Linked DNA regions of Macaca mulatta: region 1 is linked to region 2. Evidence: chromatin contacts called from public Hi-C data. All regions are on one chromosome and are shown on one strand. Each heading gives the region's core, a stretch centred on a gene start, on an enhancer-like site or on the middle of the called end of the contact. The rest is flanking DNA. Distances are from core to core; before and after follow the strand shown. Region 1 holds the start of CHST13 (carbohydrate sulfotransferase 13). Region 2 holds the start of TXNRD3 (thioredoxin reductase 3).

What was found. Hi-C and Micro-C count contacts between places; a contact is called where the count stands out from the background.
Region 1: a Hi-C map of liver shows a contact between it and region 2, with 6 times the contacts expected there. The contact joins the promoter of CHST13 here to the promoter of TXNRD3 in region 2. A contact is called at or near these places in 2 of 14 Hi-C or Micro-C datasets (fetal cortex germinal zone and liver).

What each region holds. Positions count from the first base shown.
Region 1 is chr2:157,443,964-157,450,587 of T2T-MMU8v2.0, forward strand. It overlaps CHST13 (carbohydrate sulfotransferase 13), which reads right to left and starts at 1,988. Exons shown (of 3, transcript NM_001194636.2): 1 at 1,892-1,988. The coding sequence starts at 1,988.
Region 2 is chr2:157,318,949-157,325,390 of T2T-MMU8v2.0, forward strand. TXNRD3 (thioredoxin reductase 3) reads left to right here and starts at 2,669. Exons shown (of 16, transcript NM_001353341.2): 1 at 2,669-3,072. The coding sequence starts at 2,830.

The DNA of each region.
Region 1 (6,624 bases), core at 738-3,237, 120 kb after region 2:
AGGCCAAGGGCAGGAGATGCCCCTCCAGCAGGACTACCCTGGCAGGAAAAGACCTTTCCCAGCTGAGTGCCCTCCCTGCATGCCACCTGCAGGCCCCCAAGCATGGTCTCAGCCAAAACTTCAGCTCAGGGCTTGGGAGGGAGAAAAGCCAGTGGGAGAGGCTGGATAGGTTGGTCTGGTTAACTCTTGCTCGCCCAGGGTCACTCACAAAGCATGATGGCTGGAAACAGGCCATGGGAGAGGTACAAGAGAGCCTGACAGAAACAGAGAGAGATTCTGAGACGCTGGGTGAGAAGGTCATGGCCAAGGGTAGGACAGGCCAGGTGCAGAGCCCAGCCTGCACAGAGGCTAGGAAGGGAGGTTTGGAGCCGCCCTCCTAACACCTGCTGTCTCTTCCCAGGCTCTGCAGGAGAGGGAGGGAGGTCGGAAGGAACAAAGCCCAGAAGGTGACTAGTACCTTGGCTTGTTTCTCATCCCTCAAACCCGGGTAGAGTAGGTGACTGGAGAGAGATATCCCACAGAGACATGGGGACACAGACACTCCATGCGGTCACTCAAAGATGTATGCTCCTTTGCAGACACTCCCCAGGACCCAGGCGCTCAGGTGTCCTCTAACATCCCACACTGAGCCCTGAGGGGCCAGTAGCCACCAACCCCTGCCCTGTCTTAGTACTGGGTAAACATCTGTCACTGAATGACTGGGTGGACAGAGGCTGTGGCAGCCACAGACACTGAGTCCACACCCCAGACTGCCAGGAGACTGTCTGCTCTACACCGCTAGCCAGCTCACAGAAGGGGTGGTGGGGGTGTTGGAAGGAGAGACCCCAGCCCTATCCCATGGGCTTGGGGAGGCATCCAGGTTTGACCTGCTGTGTTCTGGGCACACAAGGGGCAGGGGGCAGTGTGAGGGGCAGGGGGTGTGGGCAGAGGCCTCCCCAAGTCCTGATATCCTCAAGTCTTGGGCCACTCCCACCCCCACTGCCCAACATCCCAGCCCACCCTGGACCTAGTTACTTACTCCCTGGGACTGTGTCTGCCAGGTTCCAAGGGTGGGGCCCAGGATTCTCAGAGCCCACACTGGGGGTGGGGAGGCAGACTGAGACGTCCCACCTGGCACACATACCACATACAAGGAAAGGCAAACAGCCCTGAGGTCAGGAGGCCGGGGTGCTGGCTGGGCCCCTCCAGCCCCAAGGAGATTGTGTAGCCAGCATGTTGCCACCACACCCGTCTCCCTACCTCTCTGGCCTGCTTCGATTTGTGTGAAATGCGTTGATGGGAGGCTTCACATGAGCTGAGGAGAGACTCAGAGCACAGACTCAGCACCGGTGGAGCCCAGGGCACTCAGCTCTGCAGTCATGACTAGTTGCCTCAGTTTCCCCAGCCAGACCACGAGGTGGGTGCACAGGAGTCCCAAACCTTACCCGGTGTGGATTTCAGGGTGGAGCAGGGAGTGGCACCCACTGCACAGTAGGACAACCGAGGGACCCGACCGAGTGGCCCAAGCTTCCCCTCCTATGCTCATGGGCCGAGCAGCGCTCACGTCCAGGGGCTCCCGGCTGCCCAGGGGAAGGGGGCGAAGGTAAGGGAGACGGCCTTCCTGGATTGGCCAAATGCCCTCTACTCCCCACAACTGACCCCGGTCTCCAGGCACCGGCTGTGGGACCCAAATAGTCACCGCTCTGGGAGTAGGGAGATAACTCCGGAGAAGGAGCAAGAGCCTTTGCTCGTGGGGGCGTCTAGGGCCTTTCTGTGCCCCACCAGCCACCCTGCCCGCCACTCCTAGCCCCAGCCAGGAAGGAGATGGCAGGTGTCCCCGCCGCTGTCGAGGGGTCAGGCCGCGGTGGGAGCGTTTGCTTGCGGTTGCGCGGCTGGGCCGGCGAGCACTCACCCGGACTCAGGGTGCGGGGCGCGGCGCACAGGAGCAGGAGCGCGGCGCCTAGACAGGCGGCAGCCAGCACGCGCTGCCGCCAGCAGCGCCTCCCCATGCTGTGCCGGGCGCGCGGCGGAGGACAGTCCGCTGGGTCCGGCTGGGGGCGGAGGTGCCCTGGCCCAGGACCCCGCCCCGGCAGCGCAGCGCCTACCAAGACGCGCGGCGCCGCGCAGGGCAGGGGAGCACGGCAACTGGACTGCAGCCCCACGAGCCCCTGCGAGTCGCTGGGGACTGAGTAGACGGGACAGAGTGGGGCGGCAGGCCCAGTCTTCTTTTCGTGCCCAGTCTTCTTTTCGTGCCTGCACCCTCACCTGATAGAATGGGGCCGAAGTCCAGGGCGCGAGGGCGGAGACTGATTGGGGAAGCCCCTCGCCCCTAGGCTCCGCCCCTAGTGTTTGCCCCGAGGTGCCGTTATCCACCCAAGGCCAAGAGGTATTGTCGCGTTGGCGTGCCCCACCCCGGGCGGTGTCCCCTTGCCATTTTGCTGCCTTAGATGCCAGGGGCCCAAGGGCTGATCCGAGATGAACCAAGGAGCCTAGTAGAGCGTTGCCCTGTCCATGGTTCTCTGGGACCCCTGCCCTCAGTAGGAGGCCTAACAGTGTCCCTCCTTCCCCGACCCAAGGCTTGCTTTCCCTGTACCCTTGCTTTTCTCTGGGGTTTCCAGGTCCTGCCTGAATCTAGCTCGTGCAGATGGCGCTAGCCTCTGGACAGAGAGGGAGTGTCTCAGCTTACATCCCCCGGGGAATGGAGTTTGTTGCGCCTCAGCGTGTCACCCACAACTTCTCTGAGCACCATGTGAGCACCGAGGACTTGCCAGGGACTGTGTGTGTGTGTGTGTGTGTGTGTGTGTGTGTGTGTGTGTGTGTGTGTTGGGGGGTGGAGGGGGGGAGGTGAGAGTAAAGTCCAGCCTTTGAAAGACACACACATTCAGCTAGCCCTGAGTGGGAGCCCACGCCTAACCGTAGGGTCTTGCTGCCTGGAAGTCAGGCTAGCAGGGAACCGGAGGGTGCAGCTGGCACTGTGTGTGCGAATGAGTGTGTTGGAGACAACATTTAGCAGTGTGAGTGCATGGGATAGGGTACTGCGTTAAACTCCAGGTTTTTTGGAGTTTTTTTTGTATAAATGTAAGGGACACAAGTGCAGTTTTGTTACATGAATATATTATACAGTGGTGAGGTCTGGGTTTTCTGTGTAACCATCACCTAAATAATGTCCATTGTACCCACTAAATAATTCCTTATCCCTCCCACCCCACTCACTCTCCTACCCTTTCAAGTCTCCAGTGTCTATTATTCCACACTCTAAGCTCCAGTTGTTAAACTGCTTTTGAAAAATCTGGTGACTCCAAACCCACCTGGTACCACTTACTGCTGTGGGAGATTAGGAAAGTCACCACACCTCTCTGTGCCCCATTTCCCTGTACAGGGGGGTAATCCTAAACCTCACTGCTGTGAAGATTAAATGAGATACAGGAAATGTTTGCAACAGTGCCTGGCACTCAGTGAGTGCCAGGTAAGTATTTGATGTTAGTAATTAACTTGTTTATGGTTACTGCCTGTTTCTGGCAAATGACTGGTTTCTGTTACAGTTGTGAAATAAAAATTTCTTCCTATTACATTTATTTAAGTTGTGGAAGATCTATTTAAGGAAGAATATTAAGCAAATAATAGTTCTGCTGATTCTGAGATACAGCTTTAAATGGTGATGGTGGTCTCAAAGGACAGAGAGGTGGGAGTCCCCATTCACAGTAAGCCAGAGCTTCTTATCATGACTTTCCGGGCCTTGGGGAGCCTCCAGCCCACCCCCAGACTGGCCCAGGACCCAGGGATTCCAGGTCATCTGCATTCCCTGCCGGACCTAACTCGCATCCAAAGGTGCCTTCCAAATTTCCCCAGACCGGCATTCCCTGGCCCCACTGCCTGTCTGGAATCCTCAGCGCTCCTTGCCCTTATGTGCTGCCACCTGGTGGTCAAAGTTGGGAATAACATCTCAGCCCTTCATCCGGAGATGTCCCTGGAGATGGGGTCCCTGGAGAGAGGAAGAGATGGTCTTGGGTCTTGGGATGGGAGGGTTCAGATGCCTGGCTAGACGCCCGGGGCCTTGAGAGCTTCCCTGTGAAGACGCTCTCTCCCAGGGACTCGCATTCATTCATTCATTCGACAGATACAGAACACCCACTCCGTGCTGAGGTCCGCTTGGAGAGGGTGAGACCCCTGCAGTGTCTGCCCTCACAGCATTTCCATTACAGATGGGAAGCACGGAAAATCCGGATAAAGAGAGAGCGCGGTGAATGCTGCTGTGAAGAAAACAGCAGGTACCAGGATGGGAAGCGTGTCCGGTGTAAGGAGGGTGCTGGGGCAGGCCTCGGGGAGGTGGCATTGGAGCAGAGATGTGACTCCAGGAAGCAGAAGCCAGCAGGTACCATTGCAAAGGCCCTGAGGTGATGTTCCAGTTGCTGTTGCTAGGTAACAAACTGCCCTAAAATTTGGCCGCTTAAGACAACCATTTAAATTTTGCTCACATTTTGTGTATCGGGAATTGGGGCATGGGCTTGGCTAAGTATTTCTCATGGGAGTCTCAGGCTGCTGCAGTCAGAAGGCAGCTGGCACTGCATCACTGGGAGGCTCACCCTGGTCGAGTGTCCCACTGCTCACACTGGCAGGTGGTGTCCGTCTGGGAGCTCTGCTGGGCAGTGATGCAAGGATCCTCTCAGGGCACCCTTCATCCTGGGGGCCTCCTGGGGCACCCTCCAGCCTGGGGACCTCCTTGGGGCACCCTCTGGCTTGGGGTCATCCTGGAGGCACCCTCCAGCCTGGGAGTCTCCTTGGGCCACTCTCTGGCCTCCAGACCTCCTCGGGGCACCCTCCGACCTGGGGCCCGGTATGCTGCTCCCATAGAGCCTGGCCATTTTCTGACCTGGCCTGGGGCTGCCTTTTGTTAGTTACCCGAAAATCGCTGAGGCTGGACCAGACCCAGGAGTGGGGCCACACCAACCAGCAGTGCCCGAGAATTTGCAGGCATGTTTTAGAACCACCACCGCCTGTCCCAGGAGCACCAGGGAGGCTCTGGAGTGGGCGAGGGTGAATGGGTGAAGTCAGAGAGGCAGACAGAGAGTCCAGATCCCACAGATAGGGTTTTCTAAGCATAGAGGGAAGCCGTCCATGAAGAATAGCTAAATCACAGACACCACCTCTGCTGCTCTGTGGGAGGCAGGGAGGAGGTGGGGACCCGGAGGAGCCAGAGCTGTCTCTGTGAGAGATGACACTTTTTCCTCGTGGAGGAAACCGTTAGAAAAATAATTCTTCATCTTGTCTGGCGTGTGTCCTGTGCGAGGCACTATTCTAAGCCCTCCATGCGTGTTATCTCATGTGATCCTCAGATGCATCCTATGAGGTACATAGTAGACTTTCATTTTATAGATGAGGAAACTGAGGCACCGAGAGGCTCAGTAACTTACCCAAGGACACAGCTAGAGAGTGGTGTAGCCAGGGTTGTTTGAACCTAGCAGCCTGCCATATTTAACTTCTGTGATCTTCATTCTCTCTCTTTTTTTTTTTTTTTTGATCTTTTGCCCAAGCTGGAGTGAAGTGGCGCGGTCTCGGCTCACTGCAATCTCCGCCTCCCAGGTTCAAGCGATTCTCCTGCCTCAGCCTCTCAAATAGCCAGATTACAGGCGCCCACCACTATGCCCGGCTAATTTTGCTTTTTTAGTAGAGACGGGGTTTTGCCGTGTTGCCCAGGCTGGTCTCAGACTCCTGACCTCAGGTGATCCTCCTGCCTCAGCCTCCCAAAATGCTGGGATTACAGGCATGAGCCACCGCACCCAGCCAAGATCTTCATACTTTTAAATAGTTAGGCAATGTTTGTTTTTAATGAAACTATTTTGGGGTCACTAGATTTGTGTGCAGTTGTAAGGAAGAGAGATCCCGTGTCCCCTTTACCCACTTTCCCCCAGTGCTGAGATCGTGCAGAACCACAGTGCAGTAGCCCGGTTGGGATGTGACATGGACGCCATCAGCATGACTTCTGCACAATGTTCACCTTTTCTCAAATTGGTTGCTGATGTTTAAAACTCAGGAGATTTCAGAAAACCTGCTGGATTTCTGGCTGCTCTTGGGCCATGAGACGCGGGGCCTCCTGTGCAGTGGGCCCTGGGACCAGGTCTCAGTGCAGTTTGTTGAGGCTCTGTCTGTTGGGGAGTGCAAGGTGAGCTGGGCATGGGAAGCAGCTGACTGAGAAGCAGTCTCCCCACCCTGAGGCGCAAGGGACCTGCGTGCTTAGGGGCTGCTCCCTGGGCAGGTGGGGAGGGGCTGCTAATTCTCCCTTGCAGCTGCCCTCTGAGTGGGAAGAGGACACTCAGGGTCACCAGAAGACACCCTTGAGAAGGCAGCCGAAGGTGCTGGCCACTGGCATCCAGGCCGTACAACTTCTGTCTTGTGCACTCTGTTCCCAGGGCCTGCAACAGCACCTGGCATAAGAAGGACTGAGTGTGGGATGCTTAAGCCTGAGCACCTTTCTGCATGCTCTGTCCCAGGTGGCCCCGGCTGGTGAGGAGCAGAGATGCCACAGGCCCAGTATGAAAACAAACCTTTTCCTTCTTCATTCATACAACATGACGCACCCCAGTCACCAAAGTATATGTGGGCTTTTTCCAGCAGCCAGCTTTTCAGCTGGGTGTCTCCTCCAGCTGG
Region 2 (6,442 bases), core at 1,419-3,918:
TGCCCTAGAGTTTTCCTGCAGCAGGGCTCTCCTCCGGAGGGGCTGTGAATGTTTCCCCGGGAGGGGGTTGAAGCCAGAGCCCAGAGGTTTCCTCCCCTGGGGAATCCGTTCCGTTTGCCCCCCTGAGGAATCTGTCAGTCGCCCCCCTCGGGCTGCAGTGAAGGAAGCTCTTAAGGGACAATGGCCAGCTTCTCCCCTGCAAGGATAGGAGCCCCAGGGAAGGCATTCCTGCTCTGGGGACTGCCTCCCTCTCCCACATCAGAGCCAGCGCTTGCAGAAGCTAGGTCAAGCTGACCACTCTGTCTTTGATCTCTGCCAGGGATCTGAAAGAACATCCAGCCCCACGTGTGTTCCCCTCCTGACTCAGGCTAGATCACATCTAAGCCTGCCAGGGAGGCTGGTCTCAGAAAGCCCCTGCACTGATGTCTAGATGTCCAGAGTCCCAATAGAAGACTGTCTCTTTAAAAATATAAATAAAAATAAAAAGATAAAGGGGACCTCTCTCTTGTTCTGTTTCCTTTCTTCTTCAGTTCTTCCAAACTCTGATTTTTGCTTGGGCTAATAGGAAAGTCATCTTCTTGCTGCCTGAAGTCATTGTCTCATGTTCCTTTTCCTTCCTAGAGATCTTCTAAACAGTGTCAACTAGATCGCAGCCATCTGGCCCCTGCTCACTTCAATGGCATTCATTTCTCCCTCACCTCTGCTCATTTTTGGATCTTTCAGCATTTTCCCCCAATACACCAGCCTTCCCCTGCTTCTGTGGTTCAGCTCGGCTGCCTCCCTCTGATACCCTCTTCCAGTGCTTATTGTCTGGGCCAATGATTCTTCACTTCATCACATCCAGCTCAGGTATTATTCTTCTCTTTAGAACTGCTTCCTCATTTGCATTTCTTATTTTTGACATCTCTCCTAGAAGGGCTCTGATCTCCTGAAGACAGGTGCTATCTTCCACGTGCTTATTCCCTAACACTTAGCACAGACCGAGGTGTTCAGGAAGTGCTTGTGGAGTCAAGGCATGAAATAAGCCATGTGGGCACAGGGCAACAGGAGTGGCATGAGGCAGTCCCTGAACATCATGGTCTGTACTCCACCTCCCAGATTTGTGGCTCCCTGGATGAACAGAGTAGGAAGAAGAGGAATTTGAGATCCCAGCCTGTCATGTGAGGACAAGAGGAGAAGCAAAATATGGTAATATATGTTCTGGTAAGATGTGACATGTATGAATCACTAATTCATTCCTTCAGTAAAACTGTATTCCGTGCCTACTATGAGCCAGGCACTGTGATAAACTCTGGGGCTAGAGTTGTGGGCCAAAGTGATAAGGCCCTTTTCTCACAGAACTCGCATTCCAGTCGAGGTCATGGAGACAGGGCTAGGGCAGACAACAAGCAAGGAAACCAGAAATTATAGGAGGTCGTTGAAAATAATAATAAATGTGTCATGAAGGGACTGGAACATGTGTGAAATGATGGAAATTAGCAGCTACTTCATTTTGGGTACACAGCAAAAGGTTATCTAAGGAGGTAACATTTAAGCCAAGACTTAGTTGGCAATGAGGAGCCAGACTTGCTGGAGCAGGTATTAGTCTGTTGGAGCTGTTAGAACAAAGCACCATAGAAGGGGCATCTTATGAACAACAGAATTTTATTTCTTACAGTTCTGGAGCCTGGAAGTCTGAGATGAAGGTGTCAGCACGGTTGCTTCTGATGAGGGCCGACTTGCCCATTTCAGTTGTAAGGTCTCACCGTGTTCTCACATGGTGGAGAGTGAGCTAGCTCTCTGGCCTCTTCTTAATGATACTAACTACTGGTACTAATCCCACTCTCAAAGATTCCGCCCTCATGACCTAATTACCTCCCAAAGGTCTTAACTTTCAAATATTGTTACATTAGGATGAGAGTTTCAACATATGAAATCTGGGTGATACATTCAGTCCACTGCAGGAGACAACATCCTAGACTGATAAAGCTAAAGGTGCAAAGACCCAAAGGCGAGAATGGTTTTGACGCATCTGAGGCACAGGGAGAAAGCCCGTGTAGCTGAAGCAGAATGAACCGGAGGGACACTGTCAGGGGATGACAGCCTAGAGGTAGGCAGGAACCGGTTCACACCTGCTGGTCCTGCGGTTGATTGTTCTCTTTATTGGGGTTTTATTCACCCATTGTGGTGGAGGGGGCTGTAAGTCATTGCAGGCTAGTTCAGCTCAAAGGTCTTCCATCCACCCCCTGAAATGGACAGAGGATTCCTGTTCTCGCAGTTTCAGAGTTCCTTTGTTAGGGGCGGCTCTGGAATTCTATGTAGAAGGGAACTGACGGGTAGCAACCTACGAAACTCATCTTAAAGTTGCATTGCAATAGCAAACGCAATGTATTTATTTAGCTTGTGTGATCTAAACTTTTAAAAATATCAATCTTTCCAATTCACACTTCTCATAAAAATTGAAGAATGTATATTTTAAGGTGGTTTAAACGGGCTGTTGGGGATTATTAGGAGTAAAAGGCATTGCACAGAGGCCATCTCCAAGCGGCATCGCCAAGATTGGTTGGTCTCCGGACGCGCGCACAGCCTGGAGATAAAGAGGCTCGCGCTTGGTACCCGCCTCTTTGAGAAGGGCAGGCGTACGCCGCGGGCGGGCGGGGGGCCCAGTTCGCATGCGCGGGGCGGTGCTGGGGGTGGGGCGAGCGGCTGCCTGGCGGATTCGCGCGGGTGCTGAGAGTGGCCAGCGAAGGCAGCGTTCGCCGCCCCTCAGCCCAGGTCCCTGCGCCGCCGCCGCCGCCTGCGTTTCGGTTTGTGAGCAGGCCCGGCCCGGCCGGGAGCGAAAGCGAGACCGTGGAGCAGTCGCCGCCACAGTCGCCAGGGCCGGGGAAGGCGGGCGATGCCCCCAACCGCCGCTCGGGCCATGTCCGAGGGGCGCGCGTGTTGTCGCCGCCGGGGCGCCGCGCCCGCCTGTCGTCCCCCGGGCCCAGCAGCTCGTCCGAGGCCCGCGAGGAGCTGCGCCGCCGCCTCCGGGGCCTCATTGAGCGCAGCCGGGTGATGATCTTCAGCAAGAGCTACTGTCCCCACAGTACTCGGGTAGGCGCGGCCCTCGCCGGTTCCACCGCGCGCGACCAGGCCGCCACGCGGACGCCACCCCCGGCAGGGCGGGTCCGGGCTGGGGCGCCCGCCTCACTCCCGGGCTGCGGCAGTGAGGTCAGCCGCCCGTCCTCTCCTCTCCCCGGCCTTCCCCTGAGGTGGGCTTGTGATGGTTTATCAAAACAGAAACACTCCTAATTGCGTGACCTCGACCTGGGTTAGGACCCTGCGCCGAACCTCAGTTCTCCGTCTTGGGAAACGAAGGTACGGGAAGGTTGTGAGGTAATTTCAGCTTCATGCACACTGCCTTAACTTTTCAGCGCAGGCTAGGAATCCGGCATTATTTCTAAGGACAAATGTATTCTGAGTTTAAGAATACTTCACTTAAAAACGAGCCTTTGGGTGATAACCTACGTGTAAGGCAGAGACTTTCAACGTTTAGGAATTTACTTCATTTTACAGAAAGTTGAAAAATGATACGTGGAAGACAGTATGCAAAAGCATAAACTATTAGGTTGAGCTCATGAAATTATAGGCTGTTTTTCAAATATATTTGAAGTTTACATTGATGTGTATAGTTTCTTAAAACATATATTATGCATATACATTTTTAAGAATAATAAAGTGACACTAGTACTGTAGAAGCTTCCTTGGCTGTCTTCTCCCTCCCTCAGGATTAACCACTATGCAAAATTTCTTTTTTTTTTTTACATTTTTACCAAATATATACATTATTAATCAATATTTGGTTCCTTTTGGCCTGTTTTGGGACTTGATATAAATCGAACCATATATACATCTGCAGTTTTCTTCCTCAACAGTTATGTTTCAGAGATTCATGCATATTAGTATCTGTAGCTGGGGTTCATTAATTTTCATTGCTGACTACTCCCTAGGATGAATCATACCGGAGTTTATCATTTTGCTGTTTCTAGTATTTTGGTCTTAAAAAACAGTACAGCTGTATGCTTATTCTTGCACGTAACTCCCAGCGCACTTACAAGAGACTACTCTAGGATAGATATCATGAAGCTGAGTTGCTGGGTCATAAAGGATGCATGATTTCTACCTTAGCAAGGTAATGCCCAACTGAGTTTCCAAGTAGTTATACCAATTTACTCTCCTCCTAGTTTATAACAATTCATCTTGCTCTACATCCTTGCTAACAGCTGATATTTTTAATTTTTGCCATTCTGGCAATTTTGAAATGGCATTCCATTATGGTTTAATTTTGTATTTCCCAAATGAAGTCCAGTGTATTCATGGGTCACTTGAGCTTCCTCTTCTATGAAATTCTATAGTATGCTTTTCATTTTTTTCAGGCCTTTTGCCTATTTTCCTATGCAGTGGATTTTAGTTGTTTGTACTAGACTTGTAGGTGTTCTTTATATATTTAGGATGCTTATCCTTAGGTTATGTATACAGTAAGTGCTCACTCAACATTGGTGATAGGTTCTTGGAAACCAACCTTAAGCGAAATGACATGTAACAAAACCAGTTTTATTGTAGGCTAGAAGTAAGAGTTAAGTTCCTATGGCATATTTCTGACCACAAAAATAAAAAATCACCAAACTTTTAAATAAAGACCCAAAACATGTCTAGTATTAAACATTGAAATAAATGTGAACTATACATACATTTAAGAGAGATTAATGAGAACAAGGAAGAAAAGTATTTACCCAATTTCTGGTGAATCAGGAGAGGTTGGGTTCTAATGGTAGTGGGTGAAATCAAAAAATGTTTGCAAAGCAGGATTTTAAGGAGCACCTTGTGCCACTGGGCAGTTCAAAAACAAAATCAGAAATATGGAGGGTACACTGTTGAGTGCTCTCCTACTGTATTCGTTATTGTTTGCGTCTGTATGATTATTGTCTACTTTATGAAGCTTTATTTGGCAATAATTTATATTTGCTTATTCATTCCTTTTCCAACCCATTTACTCCATTTCAGGATTGCAAGTGCTAGGCGGGATCCAAACCTGGCTGGGACACCGTCCCATTGCAGGTGCACTTGCACACACACCCACACTTTCTGTGACTGGGAAAATGTAGATACACTAATTAGCCTAACATGCACATCTTTGGGATGTGGGAGGAAACTGGAGTACCTGGAGGAAACATGAAGAGAAGGTGCAAACTCCACTTGACAGTGGCTCTGGCTGGGAATAGTTTTTTTAATCACTGTTGTAATGAAATAATGTTATTTGAGGACCTGCTGCTGTAGAAAATCTGTCAGATTTAGCTTCCTTTTTCACTCTTTTTATGGGATTGATATGGTTTGGATCTGTGTCCCCAACCAAATATTGAAATGTAATTCCCAATGCTGGAGGTAAGGCCTGGTGGGAGATGAATGGATCATGGGGGTGAATTTCTCATGAATGGTTTAGTATCATCCCATTGGTACTGTCCTCATGATAGTGAGTTCTCATGAGATCTAGTCATTTAAAAGTGTAGCATCTCCCCACCCAACTCTCTTGCTCCTGCTCTGGCCATGTGAAGTGCTGGCTTTGCCTTTGCCTTTTGCCATCATTGTAAGTTTCCTGAGGCTTCCCAGAAGCCAAGGAGATGCCAGCATCATGCTTCCTGTAGAGTCTACAGAAGCATGAGCCAATTAAACCTCTTTTCTTTATATATAACCCAGTCTCATATTTCTTTATAGCAATGGGAGAACAGACTAATATAAGGATCTTTTCATTAACTGAAGTTTGTAAGTTTAATGTATTTGCTTCTATCATTCTTTTCCTTTTATGGCTTGCTTTTGGTGTCTTATTTAGGAAATCTGTTTCTATTCAGAGATCATAAAGATATTCTGTTTTAGCTCCTGAAAATTGAGTAGTGAGTAGTGTGCTTTTCATACCCACCTTCTTGACATCTACCTGGGATTGATATTGGTAATACGAGTGGGGATCCAATTTGTTTTCTTCTTTGTGACTTACCAGGTGTTCCTGTTTCCTTTTTTTGGAGACCCTATCCTTTCCACACTAGTTTGTATACTCACTCATCATTGATCAGGTTCTCATGTATGTGTTGGACTGTTTCTGGGGTCTGTTTCTATCTATATTTCTTAAGAGTTGTCCTTTGTAGTTTGCATAAATACCAAGAGATCAGAACTGTGTCTGTCTACTGCTGTATTACTGGGGCCTAGACAATAGTGTCAGGCACATATTATAGGGTGAATTATCTTAAATAATTTTAGTCAAACCTTTGCTGATACAGAAAATCTTAGGACAAATGATCCTCTATTCTGTATGTGTTAACATTTTCAGTAATGTGGCCATGATTTTGAGTCCCATTACATATTTGGACAGCTCTGATTATTGGAATTTTTTTAAGTGAAGCGAAGTCTGCCTCTCTGAAATGTTTTTTCATTC